Linked DNA regions of Mus musculus: region 1 is linked to region 2. A link is a contact called in public promoter capture Hi-C data. All regions are on one chromosome and are shown on one strand. The core of a region is the stretch at or near the end of the contact, and the rest is flanking DNA. Distances in the headings are between cores, read along the strand shown. Region 1 has its middle 5.6 kb from the start of Sema4b. Region 2 holds the start of Mesp1 (mesoderm posterior 1).

The links. Promoter capture Hi-C pulls out the DNA fragments that hold promoters and counts their contacts.
Region 1: a contact with region 2 is called in a promoter capture Hi-C map of hippocampal neurons, with 3 times the contacts expected there. The contact joins the enhancer-like site here to the promoter of Mesp1 in region 2. A contact is called at or near these places in 4 of 39 promoter capture datasets (the 3T3-L1 cell line, hippocampal neurons, liver and 1 more).

The regions. Positions count from the first base shown.
Region 1 is chr7:80,190,466-80,195,505 of GRCm38.p6, forward strand. It overlaps a transcript of Sema4b not described here. Among named protein-coding and RNA genes, the nearest start is that of Sema4b, 5.6 kb to the right of the region's middle. Within about 2 kb of position 2,171, at least 356 of the 459 cell types and tissues checked have an H3K27ac peak or open chromatin away from gene starts, as enhancers often do. A contact at or near this core is called in hippocampal neurons, liver and pre-B cells, where this site is marked.
Region 2 is chr7:79,790,945-79,796,303 of GRCm38.p6, forward strand. It overlaps Mesp1 (mesoderm posterior 1), which reads right to left and starts at 2,646. Exons shown (of 2, transcript NM_008588.2): 1 at 1,921-2,646; 2 at 1,297-1,647. The coding sequence starts at 2,583. The coding sequence ends at 1,579.

The DNA of each region.
Region 1 (5,040 bases), core at 921-3,420, 400 kb after region 2:
TACCTAGGCGAGGAACTGGAAGCTCACAGCATCGTGATGGAACTCTCCATCTCCTCTCTCAAGGATTGTGAGAGCCGTGGGGAGCGAGCGACACATAGCCTGCTCCAGGATCCTCCCGCTGAGTCCAAGCCCCAGAGATCCTGATATGCCACATTCACAGGGCTCTATCTGGCAATAGGATCCCTGGGATTTTTCTAGTCTTGCCAGAGGGACCCAGCCAAGCTCGAGGCTTATAACATCTCCCTATGAGTGACCTGATAGCACTTCTTTAGGATGGCAAGTGAGCATGCTTCCATGGTATGGCCACCCTGGCACAACAGGTTGATGTTGGAGTTTCGGGAGACCAGTAGCAACTCATCTTCATCTCCACCACGCCCCCAAGGCTCGCTTGTCCCTGCTTCTCTTGGTTCAGTATGGCAGCCAACGCTGTGTGCGGGAGGTGTGTCAGCCAGGATGATTTAAGACGACAGAAACTTTGGAGCTAAAGAGCTCCTCTTCTGTGGGAAGGAAGAGGGAACTGAGGAGCCTCAAGTCTCTGGGAAGGAAGCTTGGTTTTCTGGGGACTGAGGCATGGCGCTGGCCTTCATAAGAGGTCTGGGGGTCAGAGTAAAGTGGATCTAGAGGGAAGAATTTGATGGCAAATTGGAAGAGAGGTTTTTATTTTTCAATCTTTACTCTTTTGAGATAGGGTCTTGCTAAGTAGTTCTGGCTGGCCTGGAACTCAATCTGTGACCTAGGCTGGCCTTGGGATTTACAGGTATCCTCCTGCCTCAGCCCCTCAAGGACCACAAGCATGAGCCTGTGTCTGGCTCTTTGACTTGAGATCTTGAGTTGAGAACATGGTTTCCTAAGCTGGACTGGAGGCTGAGCCTCTGCTAGGTCCTTAACCTTCTGACCCCATCCCCACCTGGCCTAGGATCCCGCCTTCCCGCCTGAGTAGCTGCAGCTATCTGAGAGCGATCTGTCAGTTTCAGGGGTCACCCCTGTCCCCCTGACTGGGCAGGCCTATAGTCACAGACAGCACCTCCTGAACTCCTGTAGGGAGCACAGGAGTGACAGTGGCAATTTCATGTTTCACCCTGTCTGGGCAGGGACAGGCTGAGCCCTGCTGGTTGCACCACAGCCCTGTAGAGTGGGGGGATCCCCTCCCAGGGAGTGGCCAGCTCAGGTCCTAACAGGCCCAGTGGGGGCGGCGCTGTGTGGTGGGCTGCTTGCCACAGTAGGCACGCCCAGGGCTTGGGCTGGGCGGGCTGGTTCCTTCTCTTCAGGAGAGTTGCAGCCTCAGCACCACGTATGCAGGAGGCAGCTGAACCTGAGGGAGGACTAGGAAGGGGCTTGCTTCTCCAAGGGCTTCTAAGATGTCAAGGCCATGGGGTTCCTTTCAGATGGAGAGTCTATACCAGCCTGGGACATGGGGCGTTCACTCTGCACAGTGTGCTGTCTTTATAGGTGCTATCTTGTCATGTTCCCTAACCATGTCATAAAGGACTATATATAGTATTACTATCACAGGAGAAGCAGCTAACTATGGTCCACTTAGGACCCGTATATAATGGGTAGTGATGCATTCTTCTCTATTGTATGCTCCGCCACTGAATTCTACCTTTTTACGGGGCACATATTCTGGGTAGGGAGTGGGGAGCACAGCAAAGGGCCTGTAGGGAGAAGCTGGTTTGGGAAGAAATGGGGCAGTTGTCAGACCCCATGGAAAGCTTTCTGAGAGAGCTGAAGACAGTGTTGATTCTGACCCTGGATGGGTGCCCTCTACTGCAGAGGGTGCTGCCTTTCCCAAGGAAGTGCCCAGCTCTCAGGCCTGGCAATCATTGGAAGATTTAAAAGCACACACGGACTGTGTCTGCTGCTGTGACTTCCTCATGTAAATGTACTGCTGCTGCAGCCCAAGTTGCTGCCTGGCCCCTGGGGAGGAGACATAGCCTCGTGCCTAACCGGGGCAGGGTGGGGAACCGCAGCTGCAGGTTGGCATAAGAAGAGGGCTCGGGGCTACGAGGGGATGGTGGCAGGGGGCCAGGGCCTAGACAGCTGGGCCACAGCCAGTTCACATCTGAGAGACCTTGCTAGGCAGCCTGCCAGTCTGTACGCGGTGGTGGGGGAAGGGGTGGGAGGAGCCTGAATGTTGCCCAAGGAAGGGTGGGCGGGACCTTTGGGTTCAAGCTCCACTGGGCTTGGCAGGAGGCTCCTCCCCCGCATGGCCACAAACAAAGCTACAACTCCAGAGTAACTGTGGGAGTCCAGCGCCTAGCTCCCCTGGGTGGGAGTCAGAGGGGGCAGACCTGGCAAGAGCCCTTTGGCAGGTTTCCTGCATGCCCAAGGACATCTTACTGCGTGCACCTGGGCAGAGGCTGAGGGGCGAGTGTGGACTGTGATAGGCTGGCTGTGAGGCAGCGAGAGGGGAGGCTCAGGCAGATGTGTTCGCTCTTTTTCTGGTTTCAGTCTTTCTTGCCATAATTTCCTCTTTCTTCTCTTGAGGCTTTCTACTACTGTTCTGTCAGTGTGTGTTTCTTCCACTTGGTTCTTCAGTCCTGGTCTGCTCCCCTACTCCCTCGTTTTTTACCTCCCATGCTAACAGGTATAAAATACAAGCTTCTAGCGGGACACAGTGGCACACCCTACATTCCCAGCACTGAGAAGGCGGAGGCAGAAGATCTAGAGTACAAGGCCAGTGTGGGTTATATAGCAAGTTTTAGGCCACCTTGGCCTATGTAAGTGAGACTATCAAAAACCAAAGAGCTTAAATAAAGCAAAATGCATAGATCTTAAGATCATAAAGCTCAGTACAGGGGCCTGGTGAGATGGCTCAGCGGTTAAGAGCGCCAACTGCTCTTCCGAAGGTCCTGAGTTCAAATCCCAGCAACCACATGGTGGGTCACAACCATCTGTAACAAAAATCTGATGCCCTCTTCTGGAGTGTCTGAAGATAGCTACAGTGTACACACATATAAATAAATAAATAAATAAATCTTAAAAAAAAAGCTCAGTACATTTGCAAACACTTGAAAATCCAACACTACATCAAGATATAGAATCTGTCATCTCTAAAGTTTCTATATTTGCCTAGGAGGCATGTGCCCACTGGACTCTGACATCTCTCACCACACAGCAAGTTTGTCTGGGTGCCTGATGCTACACCTCCTCCTCCTCCTTCTCCTCTTGGTTTTTCCAGACAGGGTTTCTCTGTGTAGCTCTGGCTGTCTTGGATCTCTCTCTGTAGACCAGACTGGACTCCAACTCAGAAATCCACCTGCCTCTGCCTCCCAAGTGCTGGCATTAAAGGTGTGCGCCACCACTTCCAAACTTATCTGGGCTTCTTTATAATATATTCTTATGAACATTATATTTCTCATCCTGCACTAGTGAAAAAAGTGTGTGTGTGTTTGTGTGTGTGTAGATTGTGGGGGGAGGCATAGACAGACAGACAGACAGGATGGGAGGAAGGAAGAAGGCCTATGAGTGCAGGTGGACAGAGGGCGGACTTAGCAATTGACTTAGCAATTTATGGATGACTTTGTCTTGTAGGCTGGGCATGGAGAGAGTAGTACTTTTTTCTTGTTCTGTTTTTTGGTACTCTTTCCAAGCTACCCCCCTCCGCCCCCCAGTTCTTTGTAAACACTGACATCTGGCAGAAAAACACTTGCCTACATCCAAGCGTGGCAGAGGGGAACAGGAGACACATCGTTGGCTTGGGACCACTCTTTTGCCTAAAGGAAGTCAATTCAAAGGCAGTTCTTTGTCAGTCACCCTTCTGTTCTTTCCAGTCTGAGAGAGCACATGAGGAAACCACATTAGCACACGTACAGAAGACAGTGGAGCCCGACAGGAGCAAGGCTGCCATGCACAGGAATTGGAGAGTGTGTCCCCAGGCCAAGTCGGGACCTTTACGTAGATAGTGCTGTGTGGTTCTTACTGGGTGCCTTGCTAGGCATGGGGGAGGGGGTCAGAAGACAGAAGACCCGGCGCTCTTCTCTCTAAGGGGCTTGCTGCCCAGTTGGCATAAGATATACTTTCAAAGCACATGAGCAGGATATAATTAAGAACCATGAGAGGCTGCATCAGCCCCTGCCTCCTCTCCTGAGGGATGAGCACAGCCGTCAGACAAGCCCTTTGTTGCCAAGACACAAGAGCAGACCAATCTCCTGCCACTGCCACGTTAGGAGCTACTGATCCCCAGATTCAGGCTCTGAATAAATGCTAATTGAGCAGGTAAGCCATAGATCAGGCACTGCTCTAAACTAGGGTGCAGAGCGGATGAAGGAAATGTTGTAGTTAGCAAAAATTGATTTTTGACAAAGCTTGTGTGTGCATGTGTATGGATATGCATGGATATGTGTGTGTACGTAGATCTTATGCATGTATTCACAGGCATGTGTGTGTATTTGTATGTGTGTATGGAGGCCAGAAAACAACTTTGTATGTAACTCCTCCGAGCCATCCACTTTTTTTTTTTTTTTCTTTTTTTGAGACAGTCTTTCACTGGTCTGGAACTTGCCGAGTAAGTTAGGCTGGCTAGCAGGGATCTGCAGGCCTCTGGATTACAAATGTGTTTTGCCATGGTTGCCTTTTTCTCTTCCTCCTCCTCCTCCTCCTCCTTTTTCCTTCCCCTCTTCTTCCTCTTGTTCCTTTCCCTCCTCCTCTCTCTCTGTCTCTGTCTGTCTGTCTGTCTCTCTCTCTCTCTCTCACACACACACACACACACACACACACACACACACACACACACACACACACTTACTTCTGAGATCAGACTGACCCAGGCTAGTTATCCCATAGAATGCTCTTCATATTGGCGGTATCTGCTTTCGTCCTTATTATTAGACATGGGTTAAACCCTTTGGTAGGAACACTGCAGGGACTGATAATGTGAAGTTCTCAGGGCATCATATGGGAGGCAAGCAAAGATTCCATCATGCTACTCCTATCATGGCTGACCACTTGCGTTAGGATGGGAGCCACCAGATCTCATTGGCAGGCATACATTGGCCTTTGGGCTAGTGATCATCTGTGGGACTGGCCGTCAGACACTGT
Region 2 (5,359 bases), core at 1,396-3,895:
TTTTTATAGGAAGTGTTTACAACAGGTAAATTTCATTAAAGTTAAAGTGCCACTGCAGGGGCTGGCTGGTGGGCACCTGGGCACCGAGGCTAGTGGGGTTAATGGAGCTGCCCCTTCTTCCTTAGTCTTCTTTTCTTGAGACAGGGCTCACCATGTAACCCTGGAGAGCCTTGAACTCCTGCTTCTGCCTGCTTCTGCCTTCCAAGTGCTGAGATCCAAAGTGTGCCACTACATCTGGCCAGTAGCTTCTTTTTGGAGGTGATAAAAATTACTCTAAAATTAGTGGTGATAACTGTAAAGCTTTATGGATATGCCAAGTCATTGAGGTGAGCTTTCTAGAGAAGCACGAGAACATAGTGGCACACGTGTGTCACCCGGCATCCCCTGAGACGACCCTTGGTGGAATGAGACTCTATCTCAAAACAACATCAACAAAATGCATATTAAAAGAAATAAACGAATACCAAGGCCTGAGCTTCTGAGAGTTGAGGGGGAGAGAGAGTTGCCCCTGCACCCTTGGCAGAGACTGCCATGAGTCAGGGCCCTTACTGGACGGTTCTCTGGACCTCCTGCTCTGCTGATGCCAGCCTCTTTCTGGGCTCCAGGAGCCTCTCTTCTCGGCTGCACATTCCTGACCTGAACTATAGCAGCACAGGTTAGCGATCAACAGGTCCCTCATCGAATCCTAGCCAGGCCTCCAAGCCACATGAAGATGGGAAGCTCTAGCCAGGGAGATGGTGCCCTGGTGTGGGGACGGTGTCCCAGATGTGGCTCAGCTGCCCAGAAGAGCAGACACGCCGTTCTGCTCCCTCCCACCGCTGAGCATGGCAATGCCCAAGCCTTACATGGCTCAGAGTCTTGTCCTTTATGTGTCTGTGAAATATATGCAAAGGTAACCAAGGTACAAAAACACTAAAGGAGTTGTGTTTTCTGGTTTTATCCAGTCCCTCCCTACATTTAAAAAAGAGGAACTACTTCCTGTCACCTTCTCTCAGGAAGCTCCCCACTCCGTTTCACCCTACCCCACCCTTTCAGACTGACCCATGCAGCATAGATGTTGACCAGGAAGGAGGGTAGAAGGCCTTTGTGTTTCCAGGCTGGAGATTACAAGACTCCTCCTCCACAATCCCATGTCAGCTTTCCCTGACACATAGCAGAACTTCCAGCAGGGTATGGGAGCATGGGGCAATGGGGGCTCGTGCCACCATGAGTTTGGGCCAGCCTGGGCCGTACAGTGTGAGGTTCCCCCTCCCACACACCCCCAAATAAGGAAGAAAGAAAAATAAACCCTCCAAATGACACTAGCACAATCGGTTTATTCACAAATAAATAAATACACACCAGGCAAAGCTTGTGCCTGCTTCATCTTTAGAGCGTGTACCCTATTGGGCGCCTCCTTCCAAGGAGGGTTGGAATGGTACAGTCTGGATGAGGGCCAGCTCCCACCCCGGGATGCCCATGTTGGTATCACTGCCGCCTCTTCCAGGATCTACTCCCTCCGAAGGTGCCAAGACCAAAGGAAAAGTGTCTGTGCTCAGACAGGGTGACAATCATCCGTTGCATTGTCCCCTCCACTCTTCAGGCAGGCGGCCACTCCTGCGGCGGCGTCCAGGTTTCTAGAAGAGCCAGCATGTCGCTGCTGAAGAGCTGCAGGAAGAGTGAACAGCGCCACAATCAACACCTGCCCCAGGGTCAGGTCCGCGCTCATCCGCTCCACGCTCAAGGTTAAGCGAGCAAGCAAAGCGTCCTTAATCCCTGCCTGTCCAACTCCCACCCTGTTCGGACACCCAGGGCACACGGGGATGCGCCCAAGGGAGATCCTGAGTGCAGCAGAGAGGCTGGTCCGCGACGTGGGGCTGTGCGTCGCGCACCAACAGTAGGGGGCGCCACCTCGACAGTGTGGGGGAAGGGGTTACTAACCGGAGATGAGGGACTGGGCTCCATTTCCTGCCTTTCCTGGGATGCTGTTTCTGCGTACAGGAACGATGGGTCCCACGATTCTGCGGCGACTCGGGGTCTAGGGTAGGCAGGCGGGGATCCCCACGACACCCCGCTGCAGACGGCCGGGCTTAAACGGGGACCGAGCGACTGCGACTGCGCCAGGTCGCTGTCGGGGCACAGCGGGCAGCCTCGAGGTGACACCGCGTGCCGCTGTCGCCGGAGGTTGTCCTCGCTGAGTCCCAGCACAGCCGACAGGTGGCCAATGTAGCGGATGGCCAGGCGCAGCGTCTCGATCTTGGTCAGGTTCTGGCCGGTTGGTGCCACGGATGGCGGCAAGAAGCGGCGCAGCTCGTGCAGCGCGCGGGCGAGTGTGCGCATACGTAGCTTCTCCCGCTCGCTGGCGCTCTGCCGCTGTCCGCTACCCAGGCGGCTACCGTGCGTCCCGCGCCTACCCGGGGTCCCAGCACGCCGGGCCGGGCGGGCGCAGGGTGGTGCAGGGCTGCTGGCCTGGGCACCGTCCCACGGGTCCGAGGACCAGGCTGGGGAGCAGACGCTGTTCCCATCGGAAGGCATCGGTGGCTGCCGACCAGCGGGACTCAGGATCCAGGACTCGGAGCGCGGCTCGCACAGGGGCTGGGCCATGGCAGCGGAGGCCTGACCATTGGGTCCGCTGTAGCTTTATCCTGAGCCCTAGGTGTGAAGCGGGCCCCTTCCAGAATTCATCAGCATATCAAAGCCGGCTCGAGCCAGGAGGGGGGCAGGGCCTGAACCCTTTGAACCATAGCAGGGGCTCTGAGGTGCAGGACCCCTTAGTCCAGTCTGCTCCACCTGGACCATATTTGGGGCCTCAGTAAGTCAGGCACCTATGGCCAGGACTGCCAGTTGAAAGAACCATGCTCAGAGAACTGAAGTCTAGCTCCTAGGCTTAGGGTACACCTTCATTTATTAGGGACCCTACGCCATTTTTTTCCATCACTTTAATTTACAAATTGTATAACAAGAGACTTCGGGATTGCATTGGCCAACTGTGGACTAGGGACCTCTAGACACGGAGAGAACTCTAGTTCAGTCCTTCCCAGAGGCTTGGATGTGGCCTGTAGTCCTCCCTGATGTCCAGGCTATGGGAGGCACATTGAAGAAACCATCCCGACCGACCTGTGAGGTTGCTGGGGTGTCCGGGCAGGGGGAGAGGTGAGCCTGCCTCCCCACACTACAAGTCACTTCTAGTCTTGGCAAGATGGGGAGCTTGGTCCCCTTCCCAGCCCTCCCATGACTGGAGCTCTGCTGCTTTGGTCAGCTACAGTGAGTAAAAAGTCCTTTGACAAAACTCAACTCCTTGAGCTGGTGGCACACTTGGGAGGTGAAGGCAGGAGGGTCAGGAGTTCAAGGCCAGGCCTAGCTGTATATGGCCCAGGTTAACATGGGCTACATAAGATCCTGTGTTGGAAAAAACAAAACAAAACAAAACAAAACCCAAAAACCCTGAAAAGCAGAAACCTTCATCTGTCCCAATGGCAGTTTTATAATCTATTTCATAGGATGCTACCTGTTAGGTTCATAGGCTGCCTTTTATTTTTTAAAGATGTGTGTGTGTGTGTGTGTGTGTGTGTGTGTGTGTGTGTGTGTGTGCTGGTGCCCCCACACAGGCCAGAGGTGTCACGTTCCTTAGGATCGGGCCTTGCAGGCAATTGTAAGCTGCCTGAGGTGGCTTCTGGGAACAGAACCTTGGGTTCTTCAAGAGCAACATGTGCTCTTCTTAACTGCTGAGCCGTCTCTCCAGTGTTCTTCCTCCCACATCTTGAAACATGGTCTCATGTAGCCCAGGCTAGCCTCAAACTTACTCTAACCCAGCTGGCCTTTAGCTCCTGATCCTGCTGCCTCAGCTTACTGCAGTTGTGAGCCTGGCTGTTGAGGATGCCTGCTCTTACCATACCTGTTCAGTGTTGTACTGAATGAAGGGACTAGGTTGGAAAAATAAAGAGAAATAAATACAAATTGAGAGATTAAAGCAAACCTGTCCCCACTTATATGTGACATGCTTATTAATAAAGTCTCCAGAAGTTGGGCATACACGCACATGCCTGTAATTCCAACATTTGGAAAATGAAGGCAAGAGGAGTTTGGGCCAGTCTTGGCTGCAAAGTGAATTTGAAGCCATCCTATGCTACTGGACTGTCTCACCTATTAGAGGGCTGGTGGTGTGGTTCAGTCGGTAGAGTGCTTGCCTAGCCTGCCGGAAGCCCTAGGTCTTATTCCAACACTGCATAACCACGTGTAGCACTGGCTTGTAACCCCAGCACTGGAGAGATGAAGATAGGAGGACCAGAAGTTCAAGTTCAAGATCACCTCTGGCCTAGAGTTATGGCTCAGTAGTTAAGAACACTGGCTACTCAGCTAGGTATGTTGGAGCACACCTTTGATCCCAGCACTGGGGAGGCAGAGGCAGGCAGATCTATGAGTTTGAGGCCAGCCTAGTCTAGAGGTGAGTTTCAGGACAACCAGGGCTATACAGAGAAACCCTGTCTTGAAAACAAACAAACAAACAACAATAACAAAACAAACAAACAAACGAAGGAAGTACTGGCCGCTCTTCCTCGAGACCCAGGTTTGACTGATTCCCAGCATCCACACGGTGGCTCATAGCTGTCTATAACGACATTTCTAGGGATTGTACTCTTCTGGCCTCTATGTACTACACAAGCATACAGAGCACAAACATATATGGAGGCAAAGCCCTAGTACACACAGAAAATTGAAAAAATATTCTCAACTGCAGAGTGAGTTTCAGGCACATCTCAAAAACAAACCCTTGAGCCTGACAGAACAGATCTGGGATCAGCTGTTTGAGGAGCTGAGGCAGGAGAGCCACAACGTCCTGGGCTACCGAGTAAGTTCAAGGCCAGCATGGATAACTTAGTGACTCCCCGTCTCAAAATAATAATAGGGCTGATGGAGCACTCGCTTGGCGTACAGCAGACGAAGGATGGGAGAACTCCTTGGGCATTGCTTCATACCCTTGACCTAGTGCGGACATCACACCTGCTGTCTCTTCTCCAGCTAGGCCACCAGGTTCCTGGTGTCTGGTATTACATCTGAACCTCTTTCTTCCTCTGGAGGAGGGCACTCAGATCTCCCAGTGCCCTGAATGTTTGCACCCCAATGTCTTCCAGATGGGTGATGGTTTCTGGTGGTGGAGACTCAATGGATTGGTACCTGATTCTCTGGGCATCTCTGCCCACTACCATGCCTTTGTTCTTTGTTCTCTACTGCCTGTGACCTCCTCAAACACTTCTCCATCCTTGCCTCTCTGTCAGAAGGACCATGCCCACAAGGACACCCAGAGAGGCAGTACTCACTTCCACGGTGGAGTGGAGAAGTGGAGCCCATGCCGTGAACTTGTGTGCCTGGCCCAGGAGGC